Linked DNA regions of Arabidopsis thaliana: region 2 is linked to region 1. The links are chromatin contacts, called in public ChIA-PET maps. All regions are on one chromosome and are shown on one strand. Each heading gives the region's core, a stretch centred on a gene start, on an enhancer-like site or on the middle of the called end of the contact. The rest is flanking DNA. Distances are from core to core; before and after follow the strand shown.

Region 1 (3,986 bases), core at 534-3,033:
GAACTTTCAAATTTGGGATGAAAAAAGCATAAATATTCAAGAAGACAATTAAATCCTAAAGTTTAGTTTGACTTTTGATAAAATGATCAAGTTTTGTTAACTTGACCATTTAGGGCATGTCGTTAAGTTTCCGTCAACCAAACAATCACAGAGTTAACTTTCCGTTAGAATCTCTCTTATATCAAAACGACGTCGTTTTGAAAATTAGAAAATGAAAAAGAAAAACAGCAGTTCAAGTGACTCGAAATGCTGATCTTCTGAACTAATAGAGGAATTCAACCATTAACCTGCATTAACATTATAATATCTTACAGACATAGTATATATATATATATATACACAAAACATAATAATATACAATTAATTAAATATCTGCAATTTATTAAAAATAACAAAACTAAATAAAATCAACAACCAAATATATGCAAATATTAAATATATTTACCCTCAATAAATATTTGGAAATTTCAATTATTTAGTTTGCTATGTTAGTTTCTTCTATATTTGAAAAATTATTGATTTCTAAATTATATAAAACAAACTGAAACTTGGATAAATTAATTTGTATTTATATTATAATATATATTAGATAAATATAAAACATAATTATTCTAACTTGAAATTGATGTAATATTAATAGTTAGATAGAAAATAAATAAATAAAAATTATTTTAGTTACATTATAAGAAAAAGTGATAATTGTATTAATGGTATATATATTTAAATGAAAAGGATTGTATAATTTTAAACTCACATATTTAATATTATATATTCTAATGGTTTCTGTTATTTTTTTACATTATATATATATATATATACATGCTCTGTTTACCATAATACAAGAATATTAATGTAGTTCAATGGTTGAGTGTCTCTTATAAGTCCAAAAGGTCAGTTGTTCGACTCTCCTTGTTAGCAAATTTTCCTTCTTATATTCTAATGTCCAAAATGACGTCGTTTTGATTTCACGGAGATTCTAACGAAAAGTTAACACCGTGATTGTTTTGTTGACGGAAAATTAACGACAAGCCCTAATTGGCCAAGTCAACAAAACTTGATCATTTTATCAAAAGTCAAAATAAACTTTAGGATTTAAATGTCTTTTTGAAAGTTCAGGTTTTTTACGTCCCAAATTTGAAAGTTCACGATTTTTTTGACATTTTTCCCGATACTCTTCCCTGAAAGCTCATTAGATAATTTGGAAATACTCTTTCCCGTGCTCGAAAGTTCGTTTCTTATTCCACAAGTTAATAATACGAAGAATGATGCATAGGAGGGTTGAGACTTGAGATAAACACCAAATCTTTTAATCCTAATCCCTTTAAATAAACAATTAGAAGATTATTTTCGGGCATTAGAACGAAACCCCTTTTTACTAATTAAAACAAGCTAATAATTCAAATGTACCACGTCCATAAACACCAACGTAAAGCCCAAAATATATATGCTGCATCATTTAATCATCAGTTTGTTTCAAAATTTATGTTGCGTCTTTTTTATATGTATATTTTTCTTTTTAGATTTGATCTCCTTAAATTGTTTCACGTCGACTATCTATGTTTGGTTGTGTGCATGATGCATCTTCTGTAAGTCTTTTCATCTCAAGTTTATTTATTTCGTTTTATCGAGAATTAAGAATTTAAATCAACGTTTTTAATAAATTGATGATTTTAATAACACTTTCGCCACCAATAAATCGGAAGAAAATGGGATTATATGTTTCAAACAATAGTTTAGGTTAAAGTTGCAAGAAACCAAAGAAACCAAGTCCTTTTGCAAACACTTATTTTTAAAGTAAGTCTTTTTCTCGTCTTCTTCCTCATTTGTGTCCATTGACCAAAGGTGGAAGAAGAAGAGCTTACTTCATCACTTCCGCTGTCAAACAAACTCAAATTAATTTTTAAAAACCCACAAAATATCTACGAAAATGGAAGAATTAGAAAAAACCCAGAAATTTCAGAAGAAGAAGAAGCAACAACAAGAGAAACAAGACCAGTCTTCACCAATCAACTTCGAGATGTCTTCAAGATCATCACTTCATTCATTACCACAAACAACGATTGAATCACCTCCTGATTCACCAACCCTCTCTTCAATCCCCGATAGCCATGGATCTTCTCCTCACACGATTATTCCAACTCCTTCTGTGGCCAAGACGGAGACTCCTTTTAGGGTTACTAACGGAGAGGAGGAGAAGAAAGTCAGCGAGAGTAGGAGACAATTGAGACCGAGCTTTTCTTCTTCTTCTTCTACTCCGCGTGAATCGAAATGGGCAAGTTTGATTAGGAAAGCTCTACTTGGATTTAGGGTTATTGCGTTTGTTTCGTGTCTTGTTTCGTTCTCTGTAATGGTTTCTGATAGAGATAAAGGATGGGCTCATGATTCTTTCTACAACTACAAAGAATTCAGGTTCAAGTTTCAAACTTTCTTAGTATCTGAACATGTTTTGAAGGATCATTAGCTTTAAAATGGTTCCTAGATTGATATGTTAGTACCTTTTTATCTTAGTTTAGGTTTGGTTTAATCTGAGCTCAAAGTGTTTTTGGCTAGATGACTTTGATTTGGTCTAATCACTGTGGGAAATTTGAAGTTTTTACCTTGAAATTAGCTGTTGAAATTTAAGCTAATGAAGTCATCTAAGGTTTTGTATTTATCGGAGATCAAGTGTAGTTGGCTAGAGTAGACTCTGATTTGGTTCAATCACTGTCTGGAATTTGAAGCTTTTCTCTTGAAACTAGCTATAGAAGTCGTTTTAGCTAATGAAGTTATCCAGGAATAAGACTAGGTTTAGGTTTGATTTTCATCTGAGGTCGAATGTATTTGGCTAAATTTGGTTTAATCACTGTATCGAATTTGAAGCTTTCTCTTAAAGTCGTTTAAGCTGAGAAAGTTATCCAATGACCAGTAATAAAACTAGATTTTGATTTACATTTGAAGTCAGACATATTTGGTTAGATTACTCTGATTTGGTTTAAATCACTCTGTGTATATTCGAAGCTTTCTGATGAAATTAGCCACGGATGTGTGTAAAGCTTATGTAGTTATCTAATGACATGTTCTAGCTAAAGTGTAACACTTTTTCCTGGATTACTTTTTTAACTGCTAATATTTCTTGCAAATGTTTTCTTGCGTTTGATTTATTTGTGTATGTTGTTTGGCATTTTTGGTTGCAGGTTCTGTTTGGCTGCGAATGTGATTGGTTTTGTCTACTCTGGTTTTATGATATGTGATCTTGTATACCTGTTATCTACTAGCATCCGAAGATCACGACATAACCTGCGACATTTCTTGGAATTTGGTCTTGATCAAGTATGTTCCTTCTGCCTCTCTGTGATTGTATACTCTGTTCTTTTAGTGAATACCCAAATTGAAACTTGATGTGATAGAACTAAAAAGAAGATGAGTTTTTAGTGAATCTGATTGGTCTTTTCTAAATACTAATCGACTTCATCCTTATCAAATGTGATTGGTTTCATCATTTGAGCTAATTCTATCTGATTCTTGTACATAATTTTAGTATTAGTCTCTGTTTGATGACATATCATTTATGTTACCTCCTTACTGATCCATTAAAGTTTAGTGTGGCTATGGCTTATATAGTCTTTTGCATTTGAATTCAACTATGTTCCCGCTAAAATGATATATGGATGTTGCAGATGCTAGCTTATCTTCTTGCATCAGCTTCAACTTCAGCTTCGATCCGCGTAGATGATTGGCAATCAAACTGGGGAGCAGACAAGTTCCCAGACTTAGCTAGAGCATCTGTCGCACTGTCTTACGTCTCCTTTGTCGCATTCGCCTTCTGCTCATTGGCTTCCGGTTATGCTCTATGTGCACTCCGGTCCATCTAAACTAAACAAGCGCAAGCTCGAGACAAAAAGTCTCATTTTGTCTACTCTCAGAAGTTGTATCCTTGACCCTAAACGGGTCCAGTTTCTGATTTTTAGAAGAAACTTTTATTTTATATAGTGGAGAATATTCCATCT
Region 2 (3,986 bases), core at 445-2,944, 39 kb after region 1:
TTCTATCTACGACCTATGTGCACTCTTCAATTGATTTTGCCTGAGAGCCTAAGACTCGAGTTTCTTCTATTTACCCCAAAATGTTACCAAAAGCATAGCCAGAAGATAATAACATCATGTATCAGAAGTTCAAATCCGACTTCGACATAACCATAATCTTAAAAACATTACAGAATATTTCTTCAACTTGACAACGAAACAAGTTCACATTTATGACTCAAACCTCTTTATTCTTGATAGAAGCAATCACATATGGATGTGCTCTTAAGCAGAAGTTGTTGCAGTCTTTCCTGCGATCGCTCCAGCTTCAGTTAACAGCGGAACCAACTTCCCATCTTTATGCAAGTTTGATGTTGCTACAACACATTGAAAATCACAAACTTTTGTTTAGAATAACAGATTACAAGTCCTCACTCCGCTAACAAACAAACAAACAAACAAAAGTTTTGAAGGGAATTGCTCTAATCATCTTACCATCACAGCCACCGATGTGATTTCCTCCTATAAACACATTAGGCACGGTACGTTGTCCTGTCCATTCTGCGAGACCTGATTGAATTTGGCTACCATCACCTGTATTAAACAACACCATTTAATTATTCAAAAATAGCAGAACAATGCTTGAGTCTGGATTTTATCTACAACTCTGAATAAATGCAAAAACTCATATACTTGGATCAATAACTGCTTAGGGTAATGATCATATGCTTTCTGAAACTTTTTGACTTGTGGAAGATAAAACCACATGATCATGAGGCCCTATAGAAAACAAAGAAATTTTCAACTATGTGTTGACAAACAAATCCTACGCTTGGACCAAAAAAATCTACACATGGAACTCCAGCGAACTTTCTACAAAACGAAACCTTTACTTGGATCAATAAACAAAATCCAAACCTCGATACACAAGTAAGAGAACAATTCAAAGTTTCCAAAAACATCAAAAACAGAGAAATTTTCGATGATGGGTTCCAGAACAAAACACTATCCTTGGATCAAACAAAATCCTAAACTCGAATCACCGTAAACAAGCAATAGAACAACAAGTATACCATTCCAAAAACGTTATCAACACAGCAAATGAAACGAATTCATGATGAAAAAATCGGCGAAATTTACTTTCGGTGTCGAGCTCAACGGCCTTGAACTTAGCTCCCAATTGTTGCAAAAGCTCCTTCACTCTCACGCAATATGGACAATAAGTCTTGCTGCAAATTCCAGAAAAATTACCAATTAAATAACTCAAAATCATCCATTGGTACACAAAAGCGTCTAGATACATCCATGAATCGTTCATCGTATAAAATTTCCATGATGAAACACACATAATCGAATCCATATAAAGAAGCCAAAAACACAGATTCGAAGATTCACAAACAAACAGTAATCGAGAGAATCGCGGGAAATTTTGTGCGAATAGAGAGAAGAGAGGAACCTGAAAACAACGACTGATTCGCTGTTAACGATCTCCTTAGCTTTCTGCATCGCCATCTTCGTCGAGATTAGAGAACCCTAGTTTCGCTTGTTGGTTATCGATCTGATATTTTGAGGAGAAAGAAATGAAATTGAAGTAGTAAGAGAAGCGAATCAGTCGGCTTTATAAAAACGCTAAATGGATGATATTTGTAAACCGAGTCAAAAGTCAAAAAGTCATCAAGGTTCAAAATAAAACAAACGTTAGATTTGTTTAATGGGCTTTATTGGGCCTTGTTTCTATCATTTTTCGATCGTCAGGTTGGTGAATGTCTGGCACGTTTAAATTGGAAATCTTTGCTAATTCAAGAACAGCTGATTTTTGTAAGCGGGATTTATAAAAATACTTTTTTCAATTTTTTCACGAATTTAATGATTAAATTATCTTTTATTTAATGAAAACATGTAATTAGAAACTAAAATTACAAAAATTTATTTTCACCCAAAAAAATAGTTTCCGTCAAAATTTTTCTCTCCACCAAATTACTAGGATAGAATGGACCATTCTCTTTAAGGCAACGAGATCCTTCTAAAAATACTCTGCTTCAAGTAAATATGTATTGTCTCTGTTTCTCGCGAAATCTCTGGTGTTCGTACAGCTCTTACCTCAATCATATGCTTGGGCACTCAACCGGTGATTATGAAATCTGATTGTCAAATATCAATCAAGGCCATCAATTTACGATCACCCAATGTAGAGATCCATATATGGTATTTTATCTGATATTTTCTTACTTGCTAGTTCTCTAAACTTTTGTAATTGTACGTTTGTCCCATATCTCCAAACTGCATAGCTGATTTTCTGGCAAAAACTATTCTCTAAACATTGTTTAAATGATATAAGATATGGATTGACAAAAAATAAGTATAAAAAAAAAAAAAAAAAAAAAAAAAAAAAAGATATAAGTATCAAATTAATTAGGCTGTGATAGAAATCAATCTTTCAGATTATATGTTTCGTCATGTAAGCATTTTTGAACTTTTTATGTTTCTAAATTTCCACATATATATAGTAATATTTTGAGAGATTGACACGAATAACACCAAAACAATTTTACTTACAAGATATCATATGATCATGTGTTAATAAAAAAACTTATCATATGATTTTTTCCAATGTAAACTTAAAACTAAAATGAATCTACGTGAACAAACTTTAAATCAAATATCAAATATAGCAAACGTAGCCCGGAATTGACCTTAGTAAAAATATTAATTTCGATCAGTCTTTAGTCTTAGTTGTTGGTTTTGTTCATTGTTTTTTTTTTGTAAGGCCTTAGTTATGACCCAAACATTGTTTCCATTTAGTTCTTAGTTAATGAAACCATTTTATAAACATTTACCACATACTATTAAAAAAATTGAAACGAAGTTACAACTTACAAATAGTTTAAGACGTCCATGCAAACACTAAAAATCAATTTGATCAATTAGTTTTTCCTTAGTAGATTTATATCCTTAACGTGTGGTGTAGAGTTCTTAAGCTAAATGTTCGTTCAAGAAAAACTATTTGTGGTTGGGTCCATTGATTTGTTGTACTAGAAAAACGAAGTAATTTGTGATGGAATTTAATGTTGCAACGAGACTTATCAGTACTTTGGTGTGGCCTAAAGCCGTAGGTCTAAAGAATTAATAAATTCTTGGCCCTAATTAACTTTTTAAAACAGATTTAAATACTATTCTATGTTGATTATGAAACTGTAGGATATTTTATATTATGAAACTTTAATAGATACACATTATAAGTCATAAATAACACTAGAACAACAAAAAAAAGAAAAAGAAACAAAAAACAACTTAGGTTGATTAAGTCTTATTGTTTTCAATATTTGTGTCTCAAACCTCTAGACAACATTTATATATTTGACTCCAAAAATCATATGTAACGTTGTATTCCGATCATCCGATGAGTACGAATCGAGTCAGTAATTGAGGCGATGATTATTGAATTTAGCTGCACCCAACCTAACCTTACCCCACCTTCTTAACGAGTTAGCCACCGACGCATAAATTAGGACCGCCCATTTATTGATTTCTGATCAGGACACTTTTGTATTTGAAATATTATGCTATGGTTTATTGATTAATAGTTCATACACAACTCGTAACAATGTTTTTTTAAAAATAGAATCTTAATAACAACTTTAAGAAAAAAACAAAAAATAATAATCTGTAAATGGATTTTTTCCCTGAAATTTTCCATGATCCAAAAAAACCATTACAAATTTCGTTCTCAATACAATTAAATCAGTATGAATGTCTGAAGTATGATCTCACACTAATTTTGTAGTCAATACTATTACTCTTACAACTGTACACGTTTTCACATCGCCTTAACTCCAGGATTCTCTATCATGATCCATCATCCATGTCTCTATCGTTTATCTGTATCCATTCGTTTAGATCACATCATCAATTAATTCATTCAAATAGATGTTTTTTTTTACTTAAAAGAGTGATTATATGCATTCAAATTGTGAAGCTCTATATATTACGCTATAGCAAGAAACGAA

What was found. ChIA-PET counts read pairs in DNA pulled down with a chosen protein or histone mark.
Region 2: a contact with region 1 is called in an H3K4me3 ChIA-PET map of shoot, with 11 read pairs. The contact joins the promoter of GRXC2 here to the promoter of AT5G40300 in region 1. A contact is called at or near these places in 9 of 26 Hi-C or Micro-C datasets (callus, cotyledon, leaf and 3 more) and 1 of 2 datasets of contacts at active chromatin or transcription factors (shoot).

Annotation. Positions count from the first base shown.
Region 1 is chr5:16,108,851-16,112,836 of TAIR10.1, forward strand. AT5G40300 (Uncharacterized protein family (UPF0497)) reads left to right here and starts at 1,784. Exons shown (of 3, transcript NM_123394.4): 1 at 1,784-2,409; 2 at 3,174-3,309; 3 at 3,657-3,986. The coding sequence starts at 1,928. The coding sequence ends at 3,851.
Region 2 is chr5:16,147,562-16,151,547 of TAIR10.1, forward strand. GRXC2 (Glutaredoxin family protein) reads right to left here and starts at 1,695. Exons shown (of 4, transcript NM_123401.4): 1 at 1,436-1,695; 2 at 1,120-1,208; 3 at 475-573; 4 at 1-356. The coding sequence starts at 1,491. The coding sequence ends at 265. It overlaps CRK42 (cysteine-rich RLK (RECEPTOR-like protein kinase) 42), which reads left to right and starts at 3,961. Exons shown (of 6, transcript NM_123402.5): 1 at 3,961-3,986.